Linked DNA regions of Mus musculus: region 2 is linked to region 1. A link is a contact called in public Hi-C data. All regions are on one chromosome and are shown on one strand. The core of a region is the stretch at or near the end of the contact, and the rest is flanking DNA. Distances in the headings are between cores, read along the strand shown.

Region 1 (3,663 bases), core at 368-2,867:
AAGACAAGCACCTGGATCAATGTGGCAGCGCCTTCGGGTCTTCTGCCCCTCCCAGGTTGTGACTCTCGTTATAACACCAGAAAAGAGGAAAGGAGATCCCTCTCATTCAGCTGCTTCATCCCCAGCAGCCTCTAATCAGGAACAACCTCTCATTTCATACCCTGCAGGATGAGGCCTTGACCCGTTTCACAGTTGACTTTTTAACCAAGGCTTGAGATGACAAATAGATGAAATGTCTCATCTCAGGACACCATCATCAGCACGCTGGAATTCAGAGAGCACCGTGCTTATTTCATGCACTCTCAACATTTTTAAAGTAAAGAAGCAAGCATGCACGGCTCCCAACTTTGTCGTGGATAGAAGACTCTGCAAGCAGCTCCTACAAACTGTCCCGTGTCCAGAGCAAGCAAAGCCTGACTCCATAGTGTCCCCTGTTTCAGATTCACACGATGCAAAACACACTGGCCAAATTGATATCACTGCAATTTGCCTGGCAGCCAGCATTTAAATCACCAAGATTGCTGCTCCATGTTTTAGGGTGTCGTTTTCAACCCTGTAGCCAAGAGCTGGGAAGGAACAAGCTAGAAAGAAGGGTCGTTAGCCTGCCTGATGTGCTGGGGCTCTCCTGGCAGGCAACTAATTAGTATTCTACAAAGTATCTGCATATTGCTCAAATAGACATTGTTTGTGTCTTCCCTCAGTGACAGGGGGAAGATTGTTCCATGGAACACCTTAGCTTTTAATATGCACGGTTTGTTAGAAGGAAGGCTCAATTCATATTTCCCTTGGTTTGATGGTAAGTGAACAGCAGTGGCAATATTAATCTGTAGTAACCTGTCAGTGAACTCTACAGCTAATATGATGTAGTTATGATTTTGCCATCAATCAGGACTGAACAGGCTCTGGGCAATCCTTACAGCACAGCCTCAAAAAATCTAATTGTGCAAAAGCTTCATTGGTTTCCAACATTTCTTTTTTATCTGTCACAGGCTTTGGGCCTGGTACACAACCTTTTATTATTGGCCTTATTGCATTAGCTTGTCGGACAAAGACGACAGGGCTAGGGCAGAGGGTTCCCCTGCATTCCATCATTTGTTTGCATGCAGGATTTTATTTGACAGTCCCGTATTGTTTTAGATGTAGATAAAAATTATTAGGACATATGGCATCATATGAACTTTTGAACTGCCAATTGCCTGTGTGTCCTAAAGGACTGGAGGCATTTACAAATTCAGTTCTACCTACAGAGAGAGAGAGAGAGAGAGAGAGAGAGAGAGAGAGAGAGAGAGAGAGAGAGATGCTGTCTGGACTAGCAAATAAGGTGTCCCTGGGGAATTGTATTTTCCAGTCAATGCAATCTCCATGTTCTCCTTGACCAATTTTTATGCAGGGGAGGAGGAGTAAAGTCATTGGGAGATGGAATATTCGCTGTTGAAATGGCTTTTTAGCCAAAATGGAGGGTAGATATTTGTGACAGGATTACGGAAAAATAGTCCACCTTCCTCAGGAAGTGGCACACTCGGGGCGAAGTGGATGGAGCCACATGGCCTCCGTTCTTGTCATGTGCAGATCTTGTCTCTCATGAGTATCTGTGAGGCAGTCAGATTCAGTTCCAGTAACAGCATGTGCGTAAAACGCAAATCCACATCAAAGTAGCCCCAGCCTCTTGAATCTACGGGGTGGAACAGTAAGACTTCAAACATAGAAAAGCATTTAGGAAGACGAACTATTAACTTTATCTACTTAGGCATTTTAATCTTTTGCATCTTAAATGCAATTGGGCTTTTGGACCTGGGAAACTGCCAATCAGCATGTGGGGTAAATGTTTCTATTTTAAAATGTGCATATTCAGAAATGACAGCTGGCCATAAAGTACATATTTATGTTTGTGACTTAATGTATCGCAAACTTTATATTTTATTTCATTTAGCTTCACAAGGAGACCACACTCTTTTTTTTTTCCTCTTCCCTCAAGCATTACATGATTTGTACAACAGTTTGGTGGCAAAAACAAAACAAAACAACTCACAAAACCACATATGAGGACAATGCCTGAGATTTCCAAATCTGAAATACCTTTTAATAAAAAAAATTTAAGGATTATATCCATCGCTTTTATATTGTTCTAACTCATTTAAAAATTCAACTGAAATGTCCCATTCATTAATCAGGAGGAATCTGCACAGAATTACAGCTTCTGTCTTTTGAAGCACTGTGCCCCTGCTTCAAAGGAAACATATTGTGAAGAAGGGCGCATCGGCAGCGCAGCTGAGCATTAACTCTTCACGTACCAGCATGTGCATTGTCCCCCAACCTAATAAAAATAGATGCACAAAATGCGGAAATGGCCCCAGCATCCTGCAATAAACGTGCAGGAACACACTGGAGAATCACTGTGGAGGCCCCAGGAGGAAGGTGACAAAAACAGGATGCTGAATTCGTTGCCCCAGTGGCGGTGGCTTTGAGAGTTCTCTGGCTACCTTGTCATCATCTGAGAGATTTGTTTAAAATGAATTTAAAAAAAAAAGTTGTCTCTACAGCAAGCATCTTTTCGTCTATTTACATTTAAATGACCTTGGTGAAGCCTGTCTGCAAGCATCTTGAGAATTGATGGCTGCCAAAGTGAGCCTTCCTGACATGATGCCTGGCACAGCACCAGCTCAGGTCTGCACAGCATGGGAGTGTGTTGGAGTTTGTCCGAACAAGCTTAGCCCCAAAGTTTTAGTGCTTAAGCAAGCATCAGGTCTGTCAGAAGCAAGCCATGACAGAGGACTTGCATTTGTGAGCAGGTTCAAAGGCTGAAGATGGGCAAAGATCCTCAAACTAGATAACTGCTGAATGGAAAATCGATTTAGACAGTACCCTGGAGTCACACAAATACACCTAGGTAATTGTTAGGAATTAAAAACAAAACCAAGCCAGTTGGTTTTGGTGCACGATTTTAATTCCAGCACCAGGGAGGCAGAAGCAGGCAGATCTATGTGAGTTCCAGGACAGCCCGGTCTACAGAGAGAGTTCCAGGACAGCCAGGGCTACCCCGACAAACCCTGTCTTGAAAAACATACTCAAACAAACAAGTAAATATGACATAACTACAACTGTATGTGATAGCTCGCTCCAGTAATTCTGATAATTAAGAGGCAAAAGTAGAAAGATCAGGGGTTCAAGGCCAGGGCGCTCAGGGCTACTTAGTGAGTTTGAGGCCAACCTGGGCTACCTCTTGAGACCCTTACTTTGAACAGGAACAACAGAGATGTGGGTAGTGCTCATGGAATGTGTGTGTCAAATGAGAGGAGCTGTGAATTTTCTCCCAAAGTGAAAATTGTCAGTCAACAGTAAATGGAAAGTGTTAATTCAACAAAACGTTCTTCCTCCGTGAGCTGGGCAAGCGATAAACAAAATCATTTTATAGATTTTTTTCTATTACTGTAAGTTGAAAATGAATGTTTTTGAAAAGAAACAACACACCAGAGGCAACTGTGTGATGTGATATACACCTGTAGCTCTAGTTACTTGGCAGGCTGAGGCAGGAAGATGGCTGAAGCCAATCCTGGCAACGTTGTCTCAAAAGTGAAAGCAAAACATCTGGAAGCAAAAGTTTATAGAACAGAACTGGGGCCTTTGAGATGTGACTCAGAAAAAGAGCATTTGTCTAGCATGTGC
Region 2 (3,663 bases), core at 426-2,925, 75 kb before region 1:
ATGAATGTGTGAGGGAGTGATGGGTCGCTCCAGTCAAGAATAAACACTCCGGCTGAGAGTGAAAACAAACCTGACTCTGAAGCACACTTCCTGGAACTAAATGTTCACAGAGCCGGTGATGAATTTGACCTCAATGGCTTCATCCAATTCAGCATTCACTGCTTCCAAATTGGAGTTGAGAAACTGTAAACACTTGGCCGGGGTTGTTTGTTTTATTTTGTTGTTGTTGTTGTTGTTGTTCTGTTTTGTTTCCTAACATCCTCTAAAAAGCAAAAGCAAACCTTTGCTCAATTTTAACCTTGGAATCTCCTGCTCATTCATGCCTTCTTTCTTTCTTTCTTTCTTTCTTTCTTTCCTTTTTTTTTTTTTTTTTTTTTTTTTTTTTTTTTTTTTTTAGCTAGAAGGGAAGAAAGCAAAACCAACCTTCTCTTCATTTCTTCTTATTTATCAGAGCTTACAAATGCTGCCGTGGCTCTTTTTAAGTGTGGAAATTCTCATTTTTTTTTTTTCTGCAGCATTTCAGTCTCACACAGAATCCTTGGGGATATGGCAAGGAGCTAACCAACTGCACATGGGAAATGAGACTGGGTCTTGGCTGGAAAAGCTGCAGCCTTGGCTAATTTTCCACTGAGAGCAGAAGTCACGAGTGACTTTGTTGTTGTTGTTGTTGTTGTTGTTTCTAGCGTAATGACTTCAGCTTGTCACCGAGTGGTGGTAGGATCAAATTTAGACCTATGAACCTCCTAGAGCGTCCCACAAAATTTAATTTGACTTCTCTCCATAAACATTTTCACTGTTTTCAAGTGCGTCATAAACAGGTTAAAGTTTAAAGAAAAAAGCCCACATCCAGACAGAATTATAAAAGGCTACTGTCTACAGATGAGAAATAGCCCTGTTAGACCCACCAGCAGGTTACGTAATGTGTGCTGTAGACCACCAGGGGCTGATCTGAAAACACTAATACCTTTTTCACGGAACCATTAGCTAGAGTCAAACACAGTGTCAGCGTGAAAAGATAGAAGGTTGACCCAACTGCCTGTATTTGTGAGCCTTTGTTTTCCTTCTTGGCACTCAAAGCAGACATCAGCGTGTAATTTTATGATTTAAATATGTTACCTGATATACTGTTTTCTCATCTCTTTGAGCATAGATGCATTATTTTGTGATACTATCTAAAGCTGACTTGTCAGTGAACACTAAAGCTCTCAAGAGAGATGTGATTTAAAGCTAAGAAGAAGCAGTTAGCAGTCATTTGTTCTGTTCTTACATTTTGAGATCACATTAATGGATTTATTCTGAAATGTAAATCTTAAAAGCAGTATCTGCCTCCAATCTTGAAGCGTAGATCTGGAACTCACGGAGTGAGTGTGCCTAAGTTTCCGGCCTTGAGCGACCAGTCATCATATAAAACCTATTCTACATTGTAGCTATTTGCTAGGCCTCTATGTGGCCCAGTATTATTTGCCCTGTGGCTCTCAAACAAAGCCAGCCCAAACCATTCAGGACTGCAGCTGAGCAGTAAAGCCGTGTCAGCGGCCCCCAGTCAGACACCACAAGAAGGATCATGTGATTATGTAGTCCAAAAATTAAGTTTCGTGTTCTTAATTGGTGCCATATCCTGTCTAAGGTCCGCGGTGCCTAAATCAAAGGGACACAGGAACCTGCACGAGAGAAAAAAAAAATCAGCTCCTTTCATCCCCTGGCTCAAAGGTTCTTCCCCTCAGCACTAATTTTGGTTTGAACACTTTCAGGCAAAGACAACAGGAAACAGTAAACATGGCAACACCGTGAAAGTAATTTGTGAATGTATTCTTTCTCTTCGTGTTCAAAGGGTGAGCTCTACAGGCATCAGAGGAAACCGCTGTACCATTAAACTCGGGGCTGACGAAAACAGCCACCCCTCCAGCAGAAATGGGGACCCCCATCTTCATTTCATAAATCTTCCCCAAATATGCCAAAGCCAGGAACTGACTGTCTGTCACATCAATGGCCCAAAGCCTGGGTGCGTCAGCGCAGTGTGTTCAAAGGGGATCGAGAGTATCTATCTGGCAACAACTTTGGGAGCAGGGAGGCAATTATAACTGACATCCAGATGTCTGGCGGGGTGGATGCTACTACCCTGTAAGAGTGCCCATGGCCTGGAGACATTTACAACTGAGCAGTGAGTCCAAGACGTGACAGACAGATCGATGATGGTATCATCAGCGTGAACCAAAAAAGTTGCCTGGACTGATAAAGACTTCAGATGTCAGGATTTGCAACAAAGTTCCTTCTCTCCACCTCCTCCATCAGCCGCCCCGCCCCGCCTCCTCACCAGCAAGCTTGTTAGTGGTTGAGGGCCCAGCAGGAAATGTTTTGACACCCAGTGCCAAACATCAATCCATCTCTGGAACCTTAATACGCTTAAGTGTTTAGATTATGGAGGCAAGCGGGGTTCCAACAGAAACCCCCTTGCTGTGGAATATGGAGATGCTATCACTTGACTCTCTACTACCTGCACTGTTCTTCTTTCTTAATCAAAGAGTATCCTAAAAGAAGATATTAAGATTCAAATGTAAAGGAAATTTAATTATGATGAAAGCAACACTCAATATGAAGCTGTATTTCTTTATTTATGAACATTAGGAAATGGAAAGTGTTCTTGCTAAAACATGTGTATATATGTGACTGTATGAAAATATAAGTAAGTAAATGTATGCGAATGTATACAATGTATATAACTTCTTATCCTCTCTAGGCCCACATTCCTTCATTCCTTCATTTTTGCAGCTACCACATTTTCTTGAAATGCTTTTCCTTTGTATTTGACAAGTGTTTGTGATCTGTGAGTTCACAGAAATACCCAGCCAGCCTAGCCTACATATGCATTAGAAATCGGGAAGAAACTCAGCACATGTCTCCTCTGAAACCATTTGAAATTTTAATAAATTCAATTTATAGAATTAGATATTTGTCGAAATAAAACTAGATTTGATGTGTTTAGTCTGTTAGTGAGATTTCATAAGCTTTCTTAGTGCCTGTGAACTATTTCTCAGTTTCTACCAACACCTTTTCAAGTAACTAACATTTATGTTCTCTTAGGCATCTTCTTATAAATGAAGTTTTTAGAGTGGTGCTTAGTCTTAATATTTCAAATACATCTCCTTTTTGTGATATCCCTGTGTAGGGCCTTGTATCTAATAGTTCCAAACCCATTGGAGGTCTCAGATTTCTCTAGGAAATATCATAGCCAGCAGCCCTCTCAAAGTGGCTGCCGTGAACACAGGGTCCTTCCTGTGCAGCCGCTTGGACTCTCTGCTCCCTCCAGTTCCCTTCTCAGACATTGCTTCACAGGGACACATGTAACAAGTCTCCAAACAGAAGGCTCTGATGCCCTTTCCTGGAAACGACACTTTCAGAGAATATGCTGACCAGGAAGAAACAGCAGGGGCGAGAGACGTGGCCAAGGCACTGGAAACATCTTAACAAGCACTAATTAAATGTCCGTGCTTAAGAAATATGGCTTAAGAAAGCCAAATACAATAACTCCTTACAGATGGCTTTAGGGACTAACAAGACCAGAAGGAAGCAGCGCATTAAGAATAGTGTCCCCAAAGTCTCTTAGACCCATTAGTGTTTGGAGGTGGTGTTCACTACAGGAAGAGTGATTTGGCATTAGAATGC

The links. A called contact is a pair of places that touch in the nucleus more often than the background predicts.
Region 2: a contact with region 1 is called in a Hi-C map of the P5424 cell line, with 3 times the contacts expected there. The contact joins two enhancer-like sites. A contact is called at or near these places in 4 of 39 promoter capture datasets (3T3-L1-derived adipocytes, the HPC-7 cell line, HPC-7-derived erythroid cells and 1 more), 28 of 484 Hi-C or Micro-C datasets (the 3T3-L1 cell line, CD4 T cells, the CH12 cell line and 15 more), 5 of 115 datasets of contacts at active chromatin or transcription factors (T-cell acute lymphoblastic leukemia, differentiating embryonic stem cells, embryonic hindbrain and 2 more) and 1 of 9 other capture datasets (embryonic stem cells).

The regions. Positions count from the first base shown.
Region 1 is chr2:75,071,340-75,075,002 of GRCm38.p6, reverse strand. All of the region lies in intron 1 of Gm46748 (a long non-coding RNA gene), which reads right to left. Among named protein-coding and RNA genes, the nearest start is that of Gm46748, 12 kb to the right of the region's middle. Within about 2 kb of position 1,617, at least 29 of the 459 cell types and tissues checked have an H3K27ac peak or open chromatin away from gene starts, as enhancers often do. A contact at or near this core is called in the P5424 cell line and T-cell acute lymphoblastic leukemia, where this site is marked.
Region 2 is chr2:75,146,158-75,149,820 of GRCm38.p6, reverse strand. All of the region lies in intron 2 of 2600014E21Rik (a long non-coding RNA gene), which reads right to left. Among named protein-coding and RNA genes, the nearest start is that of Gm13652, 10 kb to the right of the region's middle. Within about 2 kb of position 1,675, at least 12 of the 459 cell types and tissues checked have an H3K27ac peak or open chromatin away from gene starts, as enhancers often do. A contact at or near this core is called in the P5424 cell line and T-cell acute lymphoblastic leukemia, where this site is marked.